Linked DNA regions of Mus musculus: region 2 is linked to region 1. The links are chromatin contacts, called in public Hi-C maps. All regions are on one chromosome and are shown on one strand. Each heading gives the region's core, a stretch centred on a gene start, on an enhancer-like site or on the middle of the called end of the contact. The rest is flanking DNA. Distances are from core to core; before and after follow the strand shown.

What was found. Hi-C and Micro-C count contacts between places; a contact is called where the count stands out from the background.
Region 2: a Hi-C map of myocytes shows a contact between it and region 1, with 4 times the contacts expected there. The contact joins the enhancer-like site here to the promoter of Efnb1 in region 1. A contact is called at or near these places in 5 of 39 promoter capture datasets (the 3T3-L1 cell line, 3T3-L1-derived adipocytes, hippocampal neurons and 2 more) and 2 of 484 Hi-C or Micro-C datasets (embryonic stem cells and myocytes).

What each region holds. Positions count from the first base shown.
Region 1 is chrX:99,133,760-99,137,749 of GRCm38.p6, reverse strand. It overlaps Efnb1 (ephrin B1), which reads right to left and starts at 1,689. Exons shown (of 5, transcript NM_010110.5): 1 at 737-1,689. The coding sequence starts at 864.
Region 2 is chrX:99,851,309-99,855,298 of GRCm38.p6, reverse strand. No RefSeq gene overlaps it. Among named protein-coding and RNA genes, the nearest start is that of Tmem28, 33 kb to the right of the region's middle. Within about 2 kb of position 1,943, at least 121 of the 459 cell types and tissues checked have an H3K27ac peak or open chromatin away from gene starts, as enhancers often do. A contact at or near this core is called in myocytes, where this site is marked.

The sequences.
Region 1 (3,990 bases), core at 440-2,939:
GCTCTGGTGCCTAGCTCAACTGGACCCCCGACGGGCACTGGATCGAACCCCCTTCTCAAACAAACCCTCTTCCACTCCGCCCTTCTCCACCCGCCGCCTTTGTGAGCCTGGAAGCAGCGCCCGCCTTTCTACCTCCCCGGCAGAGAGAAATGGGGGGGGGGGGGGAGTGTGCAAGAAGAGACGGCAAAGAGAAAGACAGGGAGGCAAACAGACAGGGAAGAAAGACAAATGAAAATGGGAGAAGCTGGAGAAGATATACAGATGCTGCCACTCGCCCCGGGGCGCTAGGTCCTGAGCCGCCCTGACACCTAAGCAAATGAGGAACCTGTGTTCTGGCCTGGTCCCTTGCTCAGGTCGATCTCACCCCTGGAGTGGCTGTGAGTGAAAACCACCACGTTCCCAGAGGCCCTGGAGTGGGCTGCTTACTCGCCCCCACCCAGCTCTCGGGTGCGCTCTGGAGCGCCCAGACATTCTATATCTGCCTGGTGTGACCAACAGACGCGATCCGGACTTGAGAGTAGGGCCAAACCGAAGGATCGAAACGCAGCTAAGTGCCCCCACCCCACCCTTCCGCACCCTACCCCGACTGCCCGCAAGAAAACACTAGAAAAGGCCAGATATAAAATAGGGCGCCGCACCTCCTACGGACAACCCCCCCCACGCACTTGGGGGTGCACGACCTCACCCCGAAGAAGTGCCTCCCACCCCCAGGGACCAGAGTAGATAAGTTACTCACTTAGGGTTAAGAGAGCTCCAGGACACGGGCTCCAGGTTCTTGGCCAACGGCGTGGCAAGCCGGCACAGCGTCAGCACGACCATAGCCACAAGCCACTTGCTGAGCCAACGCTGCCCAGGCCGGGCCATTTTCCCCGGGGCAGAATGCACTTCAGGATCCCCTAGCGCCTCCTCAGCAAAGCTCGCCTCGCCTGCCCGTGCCGCGCAGCGCTCGGAGCCACTCAGGCGCCCATCCTCCGCAGCCGCCGGCCTTGAAGCACTCCCCTCCCGCTGGCCTCGGGGTCGCTCTCCTTCGCCCGGCTGGCCAGGAGGACTCACTGGGCAGGCGTCCCCAACCCGCGCATGGGCTGCGGCCTCCGAGGACTTTCTTCCCTGGCCTCTCCGCCGCACGAGGCGCGACGGGGGCTCGCCGCCCCCGAGTGATCCCGCCGGATTCCGCTCGGCTCTCCCAGATTGTTTGAGACTGCAAGTCCTCTCCCCGATCGGGTCTCCCTGAAGAGCGCTCAGTGGCTGCCCCGACGCCTCGACCGTCCTGGGATTGACGCCTCTGGGAAGAAGAGGCGGGTTGTCTCCCAACAATGCGAGCTCGGTCCCCAGGCTCCCGACTGGGTCCCCCTAACACGGACTCCGTTCCTCCGGGCCACAGTGGGACTCCGCGCCGGCGCGTCCCACGACAGCTTCTACTTTAGCACCGGCCCTTCTCAGTATACTTAAAAGGCTAGTACGGCCCTGCCGAGCAAATCAGTCCCGTCGATTTGCACCTCTGAAGCCTCGGCCGGGTAGCCCGGCAGCCCGGTCGCCAAGTCCTTAATCCCCGGCGATTGAGCCCGAGTGTCTGCAGTCAGTGCGAATCACACACACCCCCCACTGCTGTCCAGCGCGCATAGACTCCCTCCGCTGCCGCTGAGCTTTCTACTCTCCTGCTCAGGCGAGCACAAGGCCAACCCTGCTCCTTCGAACCAATAGAAAGCTCTGTGACGGGGTCCTTGCCCCATACCACGCCCACAGAGCAGGAAGGGGTGGGGCTTCGGGGAGCTCATAAGGACGCTGCTCTCTCGATGGCACGAATCTGAATGTGCGGCTCTTGCGGTTATGCCTCTGTCCCGCTTAGTCTGGTTCCCAGGGAGTTCTAGGGAAGTTGGCGCTTCCCAAAAGCTGCTGGCCTGCTCTCATGCACACCCGGTCAGCACCCGGCCCACTGACCTAGAGCAGACAAACCCTGTCCCAAGTACCTCCAGAAAGCACCGTCCTTGTGTTCTTTTTATACACACAAACACACCCCACATGCGCATACTCGCGTACCAGCCCCAGAATCCCACTCGGTGCCCACTTCTGTCAGCCTGCCTGCTCCCAGTCCAGTCACTACCTACACTCTGTTGGACCCCGTCTTCCTGTCCTCGTAATGCACTCCTTTTTTGCATTGACCACGACAAGAGTCTATTAGACTATTAGAGGTTAGAGCTATGGGCAGTGGAGACTCAGAAAAAGTATTGTGTCCAAAGGGGAGGAGGAATTTATTTGCATCTAGTGAACCAAGCCTTTAAAATTTTCATCTTCGAGAGCGAGCCCTTTGAGACCCTCCACCCCAAACTCCAGGCACACAGATTTAGTCAGTCCTGTCTGAAGGCATACGAAAGGGCCAGGAGCAGGCAAGTAGGGACGAGAGGTCACAAACTGTACAGAAAGCTCTAGGACAGGGGAGAAAGGAGCAGAAGAGAAGCCTTTTGAAAGAGCAAAAGCAGGCATCTGGGCCCTGAGATTCCGGACTCCAGCCTTTCCCGGCCTCGGCCTCACCATCTGGGTCTTTGTCTCCCAGCACTGGCCCATTCTCTCCGCCCCTCCTTGTCTCTTTGCTTATAATTTGGCTCAATCCCATAGCTCAGACCCTCCCGGTCTGACCTACTCGCTTTTCTCAGGTCCCAGCGGACGTACCCACGTGCTAATGTCTCCCCCTGCTGGCCTTCTATAGACTTGCGGGCTCCCGGGATAAGCGGAGGCCTCCCACCTAGAGCCTGCTGAGCAAGTCTGGCACTCAAAGCGCTCAGAGGTAGGCATGGCAGTAGCAAGAGCCGGCCACTGGCCACTCATGTAAGAAAGGTGGGAAAGATCTGGGCTTGGGGACTTCAAAGGTTAGAAAGGCTTCCTATATTCGCGCCCCTCCTTTTTCTCCTCCTCGCTGCCTCCTCTTTTCTTTTTGTAATGAATCGGGTTCTAACTTTAGACTTACTAGGCAAGGTAAGAAGGACCAAAGAACCAAATTCCAGTTCCTTCTTGTTGCTTCTCTATGGAGATAACGGTCTGAGCCCCATCCTTTAGGGGCTTTGCCATTTATGAGTTCCATGTCCATTCTTGAGTCCTTCACTGCATCATCTAATCATCTCTGTCGTTCTAGTGGGGGCATCTATGTGGGGTTCTCCCACCTTTGGAGCCAGAGACCTTGCAACATTCAATGGCTCTGGGTACACACTCTAGGGCCTTTGTTTTCCCAATTGGACTCTGCACTGGGATGCAAGCAGAACAAGGAGAGATACAAATAAGGTAGAAAGACACACCAGCAGTCCACCTGAGACCCCTGCCATCAAAGGACTTCCAGATGTGAATCTAGAAAGCAGCCAGCTGCTTACAAAGTCCCTACAAGGCATCACGGACCACTGCGGATGATTTTCTTTCACCATCCTTTGAAATCAGTTCTGCTATCCCCATTTTTACTTAAAGAGGGAAACTAAGGCTCACGATTGACATATCCTGACCTATCCCTGGGGTCGTTCCTGGTGTCTCTGTCCCCAATTTTACAGCCATTCCTTGTACTATACAGATGGACCCACTTGCAGATGCTCCATGCATACTCACTCTCTTGGCTTATTGTAAATTACAAGCTTCGAGGTTCCTGGAAAACCACAGCCCCCAGGATGGCCAGATCACTGCTCCTCATTCGCAGGTCTCAGAAGGTCACTAATCCTAGGAAGGGTCATTAATTTTGGCCATAGAGCAAAGTGCTTCTCAGACAGGGTCACTATCCCAGGTTGGCCCCAGAGTTTTCCTTTTCATGGCCAACATGCCTTGTGCCCCTCCAGAGGACACTAAATGGGAGCTACCAGACTTGGGAAACAGGAAGACAGAGGTATTTTCTGAGTGCCAACATCTAATTCTGGGCAAAGGGGACAGTGGAAGATGAAGATAGGTCTCTTAGGTCCAGACTTGTTCCACACACTGCTCATCTCTGGTCATGCCACGGCCCCTCTGCCTCAGCCTGGC
Region 2 (3,990 bases), core at 694-3,193, 720 kb before region 1:
GCTCTATCTGACCCTGGGCACTGATCATCAATGGCTCTATCTGACCACGGGCACTGATCTCTAAAGTTCAAGGGCTTGGGCATATTGAAATTTACCAGAAGTGTTTCTTTGCCAGCAATCTCCCTTTGTCATTTTTGAGGTTCATCTTCAATTTTAAAATTTTTATTATATTTATTTACTTGTGTGTGTGTGCTTGTATGAACATAAACATTCTACAATGAGTGTGTGGAAGGTTTTACCTTCAATTATGTGGGTCCTGACCAAACTCTGGTCTCCAGGATTGGTGGCAAGTGCCTTTAGCTTCTGAGCTATCTCAAGGGCTCTACATTTATGGTTTTTCATATGAATTTACAGGTTTATGTGGTGAGTTCAACAAGGCTAAATAAACACAGAGTCAGAGAGAGAGAGAGAGAGAGAGAGAGAGAGAGAGAGAGAGAGAGAGAGAGAGAGAAGAGGGGGGAGGGAGAGAGAGAGGGAGAGAGAGAGAGAGAATATATCTTCCTCATGAAGAACTATCTGTTGTCTTAGAACCTGTAACTATTAGGCTCCATAAGAATAACAAAACCAGAAAAGGTGCTTGCTGAAAGTGGGGCTCAGCATTGTGGGAAAAACTTGATCATGCATGTCACCAGGCACTTTGTGATACGATCAATGTATGTTTGCTGAGAATCAACCTCCAGTAAGCAGTGGGAAGGTCAGAAGGGGAAGATACTGGAGGGTAAAGGTGACAGAGTGGAGCACTTCAGAAACTGGGGGACAAGAAAAGGGCGGCACAGAGGACACAGATGGACTCTGGGTCTCTGGGAAGGCAGGCACATGCGCTGTGCATACGGTCTCCAGTCCTGTCACAATGTACTCCTGAGTGAAGACTGCTCAGACAGATGCCTCGGGAACCCTTCAGAGTCCCTCTGAGTCTCCCACTGGTCTAGACCTAGTCATGGCAGCCCACCAAAGGAAGCCTCTTAGTATAAGAGTTGAAGCCAACCGGCCAAAATGGTGTGGTCTAAGTGTGGAGGGCTTTGAATATAAAGCTTTTGCTTTCTCCAACCATTGCGAACCATTACAGGAGCAGGAAGTCAGACCAAAGCATGAGAAGGCACCTGGCCCCATGCCAGGGAGTCTCTTCTGCAAGGGCAGGAGGCTGGAGGCAGGTGTGGGAAGAATGAAAATCTGGGGACAAAATAGCAGGCATGATGATGGATCGGTAGGAGAGAGGAGGGAGGGAGAGAGGATGAGAGGAAGGAGGCAGGGTAAATGGAGAGCGAGAGGGAAGAGGAGGAGGGAAAGGGAGGAACAGAGAAGGGGAAGAGGAAAAGAGAGAGATAGAGAGAAACTGAGACAGGGACAGACACCCAGACACCATCTGGGTCTTTGTGGTGGAGGAGAGGAAGGCACCAAAGGAGTCCCAGATGATAACTGGCTGGCTTCTTGCTCTAATCGCCAGGGGGAAGGACAGGCCATTAGCACAAACAGTGAATTGGCCCCTTAATGGCTTTCTTCCTTCTGCACCAAAAGGCTGCCCATGCAACCCTGTACATCTTTTCATTCCAGCCTGGCTAGACGGGGCGGCCGGCTCCCAAGCTGTGGCTGAGACTCTGGAGCGCTGAGCTGCATTTCATGGCAGGGTTCCGGGAGGCCCCGGCCTTCAGAGGCCGGCTCTCCAGCCCAGCCTCCCGCGCCCCGCCCATGCCCCAGCCTCAGCCTGCGTTTGGCTTGACAGGGTAGTGGGGAAGCCAAGGCCGCCAGAGGCGGAGGGGAGCAGGCAACTGAGGGCCTGGGTGCGGATGAAGGCGGGAAATGGCCCAGACGCGAGGAAAGCAGGAAGGAGAAAGAGGCCAAGGAGGGAAGGCCGGCAGGGCGGACGGCAACGGACCCCCGCGCCTGGGCCTTGTTCAGCGGCTGCGCCTCCGCCTCCCTGGCGCCTCCCGCCCGGGTAGGAGGAGCCACAGCGCCACCCAGCGGCCGGTATCCGGGAAAGGCAGTTAGGGCTTTTCCGTTGCCCCGGAAGAGCTGGAAGCTGGGTGGTGCAGAGCCTGAGGGAAACACCTGGAAGATACCCTGGGCAAACGCAGGGCAATCTGTGGTTGATTAGCTTTCAAAACCAGACTCTCCGTTCACTTCATCTACCAATCCATCCAGAACGTGGTTGTACTTGAACCTTACCTCAGGTCAGCTGATAATAAGTCTTCTGAAGTTTAACAATCTTCCATGGCTCCCAAAGGACTGCGATGCGAAGCCAACCTAGATTTCCTGTTCTGACTGACCTTCAAGGCCTTTCATGTTTTTACCTTAGGCAATCTTTCAAGCTCATCCCTGGCCACCCACTCTGTACATCCTAAACCACTCTTTCTTACCCAAATGAACTACTTACCACCTCCACATTCATTCACTCTGTGGATGTTGACTAAAGCACTAGAGAAATGACAAAGAAAAAGAAAACAAAAAGCATGATAAAAAGGTCTGTCTTAGAGCTTCCATTCAAACGCAGAGACAACAAACAAGAAAGCAGATGTGAAAACCATTGTCCCGTGTCCACTTATCATTTAAAACAGTTCCATGCAGTCTAGATGGTATAAAAAGCAGGGTGACATGCCAAAATATTGGGGCCAGAGGGGCTCTACTATACAATGAGTAGTCAAGAGAAGCCCTCTGAGAAATTGACTTGTGAGCTGGAACCTGATAATGAAGAGTCAGCCTTGCAAAAATCTGAGGAAGGACATTTGAGGCTGAGGAACTGCAAACAGAAGTTCAGCATAGGTGGGGTGGCTGGAAGGGAGGAAAGTGATAAGGGAAGAGAAGGCAAGTTGTTTCTGCTTGTGGAGAGCTTGGTGAGCCATGGAGAGTTCCGATTGCTTTCTATGTGTGATGTGAAACTATGGGAAGTTGTTAGCAGGAGAAAATGAGATGGGTTTAATCTTTAGAAGAGTTCCACAGGAAGGATACCATCTCAGAGACCCAAAGAGTATTTCTCCATACCTCTTCCAGAATTTTTTGTTAGTTATGTTGTTCGGCTTTGTCATTCTGAGTGGAGTGGGGTAAGATGAAATCTCTAAGTTGTCTTTATTTGCATTTTCCTATTTGCTAGGAAGGATGAACATTTTTGAGATGTTTCTTAACTTGTGTGTGTGTATGTGTGTGTGTGTGTGTGTGTGTGTGTGTTTGGGGACTTCTCTGTTCAGATACCAGGTCCAGTTTTTGAATGGATCATCTGTGCGACATCTTTGCCTCTGGTCTAAGAGTCACTAGTGACCTGGACTCAGTGACACCAATGGGCATGGAAGACATTCTCAGAATCTACATGCATTTTGAGACATCTCTCTTTAGGGGTTTCTCTCTATACAAGGCAGGAGCTCTTGAGAGCAGATGCCATGTTGGAGTAACCTGGTGACACTCATCCTATGCTCCAAGGCAGTTATCCTCATGAACATTCAGTACTAAGTGAATAGATTTCTGTGTGGCCACCACAGTGCATGTGACAGGACATAATGGCAGTGGGAAAGAACTCTGAGCCTTTTGCTGTAATGGACTTTTGCCATTTTCTTCCCTTATCCTTGTGTCTTCTGTGCTAACAACTGGACCCAAGGCCTTCACTTAAGTTATTTTGAGTTGTTCTTTAACTATTTAACACCTAGTCCCATCCTTTTGTTTTAGAGATCAACCCCAAATGGAGGAAAAGGACTCTATGAATAATGTTGGGTAGACAGTCAAAATCATCATAGCATAAAATGTTCACCATTTTGAATCTCAAATCATCCCTTCTTCATACTTGCCCCCGTTCTTTACCCACATCCATTCTGCTATGATCCTTTTTAGCCTCTCATTCATTGCTATAGTATTACAGCACAATGCAAGTGAATCTCGGGGTGAAATTGCAAGTCTTAAAAAACAATTCAAGATTTCACGAAGTCAATGGAAGTGATAGTGGAGATCATCTCTAATGTCACACAGAAGCCATACTAAATGGGGATTTGGCAGAGATAGGCCAGTTAC